2 separate regions of the Rattus norvegicus genome follow, and region 2 is linked to region 1. The links are chromatin contacts, called in public HiChIP or PLAC-seq maps. All regions are on one chromosome and are shown on one strand. Each heading gives the region's core, a stretch centred on a gene start, on an enhancer-like site or on the middle of the called end of the contact. The rest is flanking DNA. Distances are from core to core; before and after follow the strand shown.

The links. HiChIP or PLAC-seq counts read pairs in DNA pulled down with a chosen protein or histone mark.
Region 2: an H3K27ac HiChIP or PLAC-seq map of oligodendrocytes shows a contact between it and region 1, with 4 times the contacts expected there. The contact joins two enhancer-like sites. A contact is called at or near these places in 2 of 12 Hi-C or Micro-C datasets (Schwann cells and mammary epithelial cells) and 1 of 1 datasets of contacts at active chromatin or transcription factors (oligodendrocytes).

The regions. Positions count from the first base shown.
Region 1 is chr4:178,734,111-178,738,346 of GRCr8, reverse strand. The region is part of intron 3 of Sox5 (SRY-box transcription factor 5); the gene reads left to right. Among named protein-coding and RNA genes, the nearest start is that of Sox5, 150 kb to the left of the region's middle. Within about 2 kb of position 2,391, at least 50 of the 93 cell types and tissues checked have an H3K27ac peak or open chromatin away from gene starts, as enhancers often do. A contact at or near this core is called in Schwann cells, where this site is marked.
Region 2 is chr4:178,860,455-178,864,690 of GRCr8, reverse strand. All of the region lies in intron 1 of Sox5 (SRY-box transcription factor 5), which reads left to right. Among named protein-coding and RNA genes, the nearest start is that of Sox5, 28 kb to the left of the region's middle. Within about 2 kb of position 2,055, at least 34 of the 93 cell types and tissues checked have an H3K27ac peak or open chromatin away from gene starts, as enhancers often do. A contact at or near this core is called in Schwann cells, where this site is marked.

The DNA.
Region 1 (4,236 bases), core at 1,142-3,641:
ACACATACATATGAAACCCCTCCCACTACCACTTGTATATTGACGGGAATCTAGGCTGCCTCTCTTCTTGGGTTTCTGTGATCTTTGCAGTGAAGAACAGCGGAGGATGAAGTATTAAGAGGTCCTGACTCATCTCCGGTGGGGACACACATTGTAGTTCTATTCTTAGTTCCTTTTGAATAATCATACCGTTCTTCATAATGAGCGCTCAGAGATTCATCCCGTGGCATCTTATCCACACCTTCCCCAATACCTGGGACATTTTACGTTTGGTAATAACCATGATCACAGACTTGAGTTATAATCCCTTAGTGGATTTGTAATTCTGTGATGCCAGGGAGTGTGGCACGACTTTCTCCGTTATTTCCCCTTTGTGTATATGACTGTTTGCCTGCATCTATGTATGTGTATGCACCATGTGAGTGCTCGGTGCCTTTGGAGGGCAGCAGGATGCATAGGCTACAGATATAGGCTATAGAGAGTTTAGAGAGTTATACGTCACTGGGGTGGGAACTTGGTTCTTCCCAGGAAGGGCCAGTGCCAGTCTCTGAACCCTCTCTCAGCCTTCCCACCTCTGACCCTTGTCCACCTCTCGATCAGGTTTCATGCCTTCATGCTATTGATTACATGGATTTTGATACGATCTTGGATATAGGTTTGTAGGGTATTTCCCAATCCATAGGTTTCCTCATTCTTTTGGCTTGGTTTTGCTTTTTCAGTTGCTTCCTAGGATAGGAAAAATCTTTGTTGCTTCTTTGTATTCCTAGTGACTCATTTTCAACTGTCCGAGATTCGGGTGTGAGTTTGAGGAAATTACTGCCAAGGTCCGTGTCAAAGAGCTGCTTGTGTTCAGAGTTTTGTCATGTGTGGTGTAGCATAAAGATCTAACTGCGCTCTTCGGGTGTGAAAATCCACTCTCTGCAACGCCATCCCTTAGAGAGTCTGCCTTTGCTGCACAGTGGCTGTCAGATCCTAGCTCACCACGCGTACTTCACTGTTGCGAGGGCTTTATGATGGATTTCATTCTCCATGTATTTTGTGTATAATTATTGGGATTTAATAGCCTTATCATGTAATCTTAACTCGGGGGCTCTAATGACTCCCAGTTAGGTTTTATCTCAGAGTGGTTTTGTCTCATTTTCAGTTCTCTTTGAATTTGGGATTATTCTTCCTCTTTGTATGAAGAATCCCAGTGGGATTTTTACTTTTTTTTTTTTTTTTGGTTCTTTTTTTCGGAGCTGGGGACCGAACCCAGGGCCTTGAGCTTCCTAGGTAAGTGCTCTACCACTGAGCTAAATCCCCAGCCCCAGTGGGATTTTTATTAGATCCCAACAAGTCCATACATTCTCTCAGTATCTTGGACCCCACCATAACAGCATTCATCGTCCTTTATATGAGCATGGACGGACTCTCCACTCACTGTGCCTTCTCGAGTATTTTATGATTCTCAGGGAAAAACTTCAGAATCCACGTTGACCATTTTAAAGATGAGTAACCTCAGGTGAAGATTAGATTATCTCCCAATGACCTGCCCATGTGAGCAGGGGTTACGATTCAAACGTAAAGACCAGGATCTCGAAACTCGCCAACTCTGTTCCAGCAGTCTGATAGCCCTTCATGTCTCCGTGTCTGTCAGTCTGGTTATCAGCTCAGAGCCACTCATCCCATGATGTCAGCTGTGTGGATATCTAGGAATACTTCTTGGAATTCCATTTCGGAAGTTTAGCTCCATCTCACCAGTCTGTCTAAAGACAGACGGGCATTGAGATACACTGGGAACACTGAGATCCCCCGAATGTTGAGTGAGATGCTTTCTGCTCACTTTGGCAGAGGAGGAGGACAAGCTTCTGGGTGAGTCAATAGGAATGCCTCAGGTTTGGGTACCTCTGTGAGTAGCCAAGTTGCAGGACTGTCACATTCTTGGTATACCGAGGTGATTCAAACAGCCGATTAGTGGAAGCAGTGTTTTGGAAAACTGTCGACAGTTAGCTACTGTTCTTTCAAGCTCCATTTTGTAGCTCTGACAGAAACTTGGTTTAACTTGCAGAGGGAGAGCGAGAGACAAAGAGAGGTGTCGGCGTGAAGTGCCCAGTGGAGAGGCAGAGCCCCTCATTTAAGCGTCGAGTGCGACACTGTATTAACCTTTTTGATGGACGTATGTGATACGGTGACATGTAAATGGAACTCGGGGGTAGATATGACACCGCACCTGGCTGGGGATGAAACAGTTGCCTGAATACTGGGCTATTATAGCAGTTTGCAAACCTTGAGTAAACTCAGTCAGCGGTTGTGTAATTGGTTATTCAATCCCGACCCTTGTTCACAGCTCAAAGCCAGGAACACTGAGACCTGTTGCCAATTTGACTGAATATAGGTGACTGTACTCGGCCGGGGCCTAATACTGGAGCCAGGCCTTTTCCTGTGGGCCGGTTTCCACCATGTCTGAGGCTGGCTCTGTGACAGTAGGTCTTTTGTTGTGCGAGCCTGGCTGCTGCTCTCCTCCTCTGCAAAAATGTCTAACAGCTACACAAATAAAGAAAATAGGAACAGGGAGGCAGTGTAGCAGATCTGTGGGTAAGCCGATGCAGAGTTCTTAGCTTTCTCTCCATCTTTCCTTATGTGGAGGTAGGGGAGTCAGTGGGGAGAGTTAAGTAAACATACGGAGCGATATAGAATCTGCCTCTAGATAACAAGCGAACCTCCGTCGTGCCCCGTGGAACATGATACATATGGAGACGTTGCATATCTAAGTGCATTCATGAACACGGATTTCTGGAGACGGTGTGCTTGCGTTTCCTCTCAACTCCTGTGAAAATCCGTGACCTAAGAGGGCGGGTTTTGCCAAGCACTCTATTATGCCTGAAAGATATAGTGTGTTTACAAACCTGTTATGTGTTTAACTTTGTGAAGCAAGCACCCCTCCACTCTGGCTAAACACACTGGAGTCCAGCCAGGAGACTAGCCACTCACTGACTTGGATCTAGTAAAACTCAGAGGAAACTTAGCTAAGCCTCAGATTCCAATGTCTGTTCTGAAGAATGCTCAGTCTTCTCAGAAAGAGGGCTTCATAAGGAAATGTCTGACAGACGTGCCATATTTGCCAGTTAGGTGATGGTCTGAGAAACCTGAGTCCGATCCCTGTCCAATGAGGCTCTTATGTGATGTTGTTTCTGCATGCAGCCTGCGACATGTCACCAAGGGTGTGAATCAGAAAACAAAGCAAAAAGCACAATAGTAAAGAAACACATGCAAAAATATTCTGAAATAGAGAATTTAGCAGGGATTTTGAGTGTATGTACATCGTGTGTGTGTGTGTGTGTGTGTGTGTGTGTGTGTGTGTGTGTGTATCTTGATACCTCTCCCTGGTTCTACCTCTCACATCTAGAATATATAAACACACATGCTCTTCCCCCACCTCTCATGCACACACACACACACACACACACACACACACACACACACACACACACACAGAGAGAGACAGAGAGACAGAGACAGAGAGATAGAGAGAGAGACAGAGACAGAGAGAGAGACAGAGACAGACAGAGAGACAGACAGAGACAGACAGGGAGAGACAGACAGAGAGAGAGAGAGAGAGAGAGAGAGAGAGAGAGAGAGAGAGGCGAGAATTTAACACCACAGGGTCACAGTTCATTCAGGACTGTCAGAGTCTTCTCCTTTGAGTGACCATTGCACTTTGAGGTTCAGTAGCAGCCTGGATCCCTCCATGTTTTGTTTTAGGTAACTGATTAGCCTCCTGTTGGGAGCTGCTGAGAACTTCTAATAATTTTGACCCAATGTGAGTCAGACCAACTTGGAGGGTTAGGAGATAGTGCTCTGTGGGGAGGAAAGAGATAGGACAAGGGAATGGGTAGGGAGTGGATTTGATGCCAAGCGAGGCATCCTGACATAAAAGAAGGAAGCAAATGGGTGTTATAGAAAATTAACCATTGAAAGGGGGCCTGGCTATTGTTCAGCAAACGTTAAGTACAGAGGGGGCAGTTAGCTGGAAATGTGTGAGAGGAAGAACTACAGACAATTCACAAGGAGGCTTTAATGGGAAAAATAGACCCAGCTATCTCGTTATAAGAACTTCCCTGGGAGCCACATGCTATGAGCATTATTACAAAAGTGGTATTATAAAAAATTGATTATAATCAAGCTTAATGTATATAGGTTTAGTGAAAGCATTACGTAGTGGTACTGAGTGTCCTGGTATAATAGGAACCCCTTAGC
Region 2 (4,236 bases), core at 806-3,305, 130 kb before region 1:
GTCTAACAGTGTTCCTGTTAGACACACAGGCTGCTGGTCAGTAACACACCCTGTCTCACAATGGATGTGGAGTAACAAGGAGCATGGGGAGGAAGGATACCTGAGAATCACCTCTTCTCATTGCACAGACACACACACACACACACACACACACACACACACACACACACACACACCACATACACAGCAACAAGCATGATTATTTAAACTAAAACATTGACGTGGCTAGTGCTTCATTTCAGTACAATTTGGTAACTACTTGTTTGCCGATTCAAAACTAATTACGTCAATATTTATGGAAAAGGAGAATCCTCATTCTGAACCTATCTTGGTGAGAGTAGAATTGTGGAAGTAAATGCCACAGACTATGTTACCCATAAGAGATACCCACAGATTGTTGTGGAGACTTAGAGGACATAAAGACTCTAGGTTGAGACCCAGAGAGGACCAAAGAGCTGTAGAGTACTTGGTAAAGAAAGGAAGGAGGGACAGTCGAGAGAACAATTGTGCATAGGAAGATGAGGTAAGAGGCTATCCTGATTAAGGCATGCCCAAAACATTGTGCTACAAGTGGACAGTTTGGATGGCTGGGGCGAGAATTGGGATGGGGGATGGAATCTTTGAGCTTAGAAGGCTTGGGGTGTGTGGGAAGGATGAGCCTTTGAACTTAGAGCACAGAGTGGGTCACAGGATCTAGGCTTATGATCTCTTGTTGTGGTACCACTCAGTGATTTCAGCAATTCAAGGAGTGCAGGACCCTCTTCAGGTATAGTGCTCGATACAACTTGGAGTTCAATGGTATACATTTAGTTAGAACTCGGCTTCTGGGGATAACATGTATCTGGGTATTTTTGTCAGTTCCCACCTGTACGCTAGTCTACAGCTACTGTCTATTTCTTTGTTTATAATCTGTATTTGTTTATCAACGTATCAATAGACATCTCATTGTCTTTTGAAATACTTCCCTCAATGGAATAGGAAGGGTGGCGTATTCTCTCTGTAACTTCCACACAACCTGCCTTTCTCCTCAGAAACACACATTTGAGCAGAGTTTCTGCTTACTTGTGAGCTGGTGGGTGCATAACTGAAGAATCATCTGTCTTCATTTCCACGTGCCACAATATCAAGGCGCCAGAATGTCTTACCAAGTGTATCAGCCTTAAAGCTTGCTATGGATTTGATGGACGCTGAACATCATTAGTGCACAACGTATGTGACCAGTGTCACCTGTGCATGTGATGAACACTGTGCCCCCAGGGTCTCACTCTCTCTGCCGTCTCACAAATCTGCTCCCCTGACAACTACACATGGGATGCAAACATAGGAAACCAGAGAGAGAAAACGAGAGAGGGAGAGAGGAAGAGAGGGAGAGAGAGAGATTTGTGTCAATGGCCATGAGAACAGACATTCTGTTCCAATCTTCGTATTTATACGAGTGGAGAGATGTGTTGTTGCTGTGTTGTTTCTATACCAAATCTAAGGTTTATTTTGTGAGTTGACAATTTTACGTTTAAGAGGGATGTGGCTGTGGATTCCAAAGTCATCTCAGTGATATTTCTGCATGCTGAAGGATAGATTGGTCATCAGTGGCAGACTGCATTAGATATTTCGTTCTTTGCTATTTTTTTTCTTTCTTTTCTCTTCCTTTTCTTTTTTAATCAAGGCTGAACAGGAAGCAGTGCTGGCAGCCATCACACTGGGTGGAATTCAGGAGGAGGTATGCTAGGGGCCAGAACAAAGGTCCCTTTGGTCTTTTATTTTAAAGAGCCACACACTCACTAGCTTCCTGTCTGACAGAACTGGGGAGCCCGGCGAAAATTTGTTCAGGGTTTTCAGTAGTGCATTTCTTAGTGGTAGAGGCTGGGATCAGTCCCGTTTTATTCTTTGAAACAATTCTTACAGTCTTGAGAGTTAGGGATTGCTGTTTTGGATAGAGTGAGGGAGTTTTACTTTGGAAAAAAAATAAATTAGTAATGGAGTTGAGGGAAGGAAAAGATAGAACAGCTTTCCTCGCTTCCGGTTTGGATCTTGCTGGTGGCTCTGCCGCTTTGCCTGCAGCAATGGGTTTTGCCAGAACTCCGGGAAAAACAAAAGCTAAAATGGCAACATCTCCCAGGAAAATCTGTAAGATTGTAGCAAGGCTGGGCGGCAGGGGCTGTGAGTTGGAGAGCAGATGCCTTCGGTCTGAGTTGCCGTCCTTACAGTCTGTTTGCTTTCTTGCTTTGAAATATTTTTTGTTTCTACCTCCTTGGTTTACAGAGAGCCGAGGCGGCTCGTTCTTGTTGTTGTTTTGAAATGTAAGTTTGCCAACAAGTGAGACAGAAAATAACTGCTGTGACAGACATGTCCCCTAAGACCTTTGCTTCTAAAGGAAACGCCTCTGCTTCTTGTCTAAAAACAGAGGACCCAACACTAGAATACTAATTGTTGTTTCAGTCTGTGGCACGATATGAAAATGTAAAATTTTGTCTTTGGACTACTAGTTTTTTAAGGTCATATCAACTTGGAGGTCTCAGGGAAATAGTCCTTCTGCTTCCATAATTTGCCTGTTTTGGTTTTTTTTTTTTTAATTCCTAGGGTAGGCATTGTGCAAGGGTTGAACGGCTGCTTTGAATTCTCCTTATGAACGGAAATTTGAGGTTTCTAAAATGCCCCTATTTAATCACGCTCAGCCCCCTCTGATTGACGCTCCTCTCCTGCTGATTATTTTATACTTCTTTATTAGGTTCCTCTGGCAGGCCAGAGTCCATTTTAACTTAAGTTTGCTTTGAAAGAATGTAGGAAGTAGGAGGATTGGATATCGGAACTGTTTCTGACTGCAAATGAAATCACTGTTGGAGATAATTGGGATTGCAACATAGTAACTATTTTGTGCATCACACGCCCAGTCCACCCAAGAATAGGACCTGCGGGCCCCACGTCTGCCCCTAGCCTTGATCAGCGTCTTTTATAAACAGTGCCCCTTTTGAAGAGGACACGGGGGGGGGGGGGGGGGGGGGGGGGGCTAGGGATTTAGCTCAGTGGTAGAGCGCTTACCTAGGAAGCGCAAGGCCCTGGGTTCGGTCCCCAGCTCCGAAAAAAAGAACCAAAAAAAAAAAAAAAAAAAAAAAGAAGAGGACACGGTCACTCTCAATAGTGTTGAGTTCATATTTGATGCCTTAAATGCCCTGCCCTTCGAGGCCTGAGATATGGAAGAGTCCTTGCTTAGCTTCCATTGGGCCCTGTGCTCCATGCGCCTCAAAACATAAAGCTCCCTCCCCGGGTACAGGCCCAGAACTCAGGAGTAGAAACAGGAGGGTCTGAAGTTCAAAGCCATCCTTAGCTATACATTGATGTGAGGTCAGCCTGGGATATATGAAAGCCAGCTTCAAAAAGCAAAAAGATAAAAAAATCACATTAAACTATACATTTAACTGTGGAAAAGTCGGCAGTAGGTATGATTCTTCAGAAGTGTTTCCTAGCTTACTTGTTCTCCAGGACTTACTTTGGAGCAGGCCTGTTTCACGGAAAGATGCCCCACAGCTGACCAGTACTGTTCCTGCTCTCCTCTCTCTGTTCCTCCTGAGATAGGGAGAAACAGTCATGGGAGATGCTGTTTCTTCTTCTTACCCCCGCCCCCGCTACCCTGAGATGCTATTTCTAATGCAGTCTGCCTGACCTGTGCTCGGTGTAGACCTGGGCCAGAAGGGAGAGTGAGAGAGCTAGGGGGGAAACACCACCACCACCACCACCACCACCACCACCACCACCACCACCACCACCACCACCACCACCACCACCATCATCATCACATCATCATCACCCATGTGGGAAAGTGAATCTTCAGAACCAGCCGGCTGTTTCTATAGAGAACTGAGTTTACGTACCGGAACACTGTAAGTTCCACAAGACACAAGAAAGTTTATTGCTCGAATGAAAAAGTACATTGAGGGATGTTTCTGAGACACAAACTTCTGAAAATTAGGAAATTATATTGCAGCTAAACTAAAACTAAATGACAAGTCATTAAAAACATTTATTTCTACTGATGTCTTTATATTGACAAATTTCTATTTATTATCTTAATATTACATATGCTTGTGTATTATTGTAGGTGTGGTATGTATGTATGTATCTATGTATGTATCTATGTATGTATCTATGTATCTATCTCTTTCTCTGTCTCTCCCTCTGTCTCTCTGTCTCTGTCTGTCTGTCTGTCTGTCAGTCTCTCTCTCTCTCTCTCTCTCGCTCTCG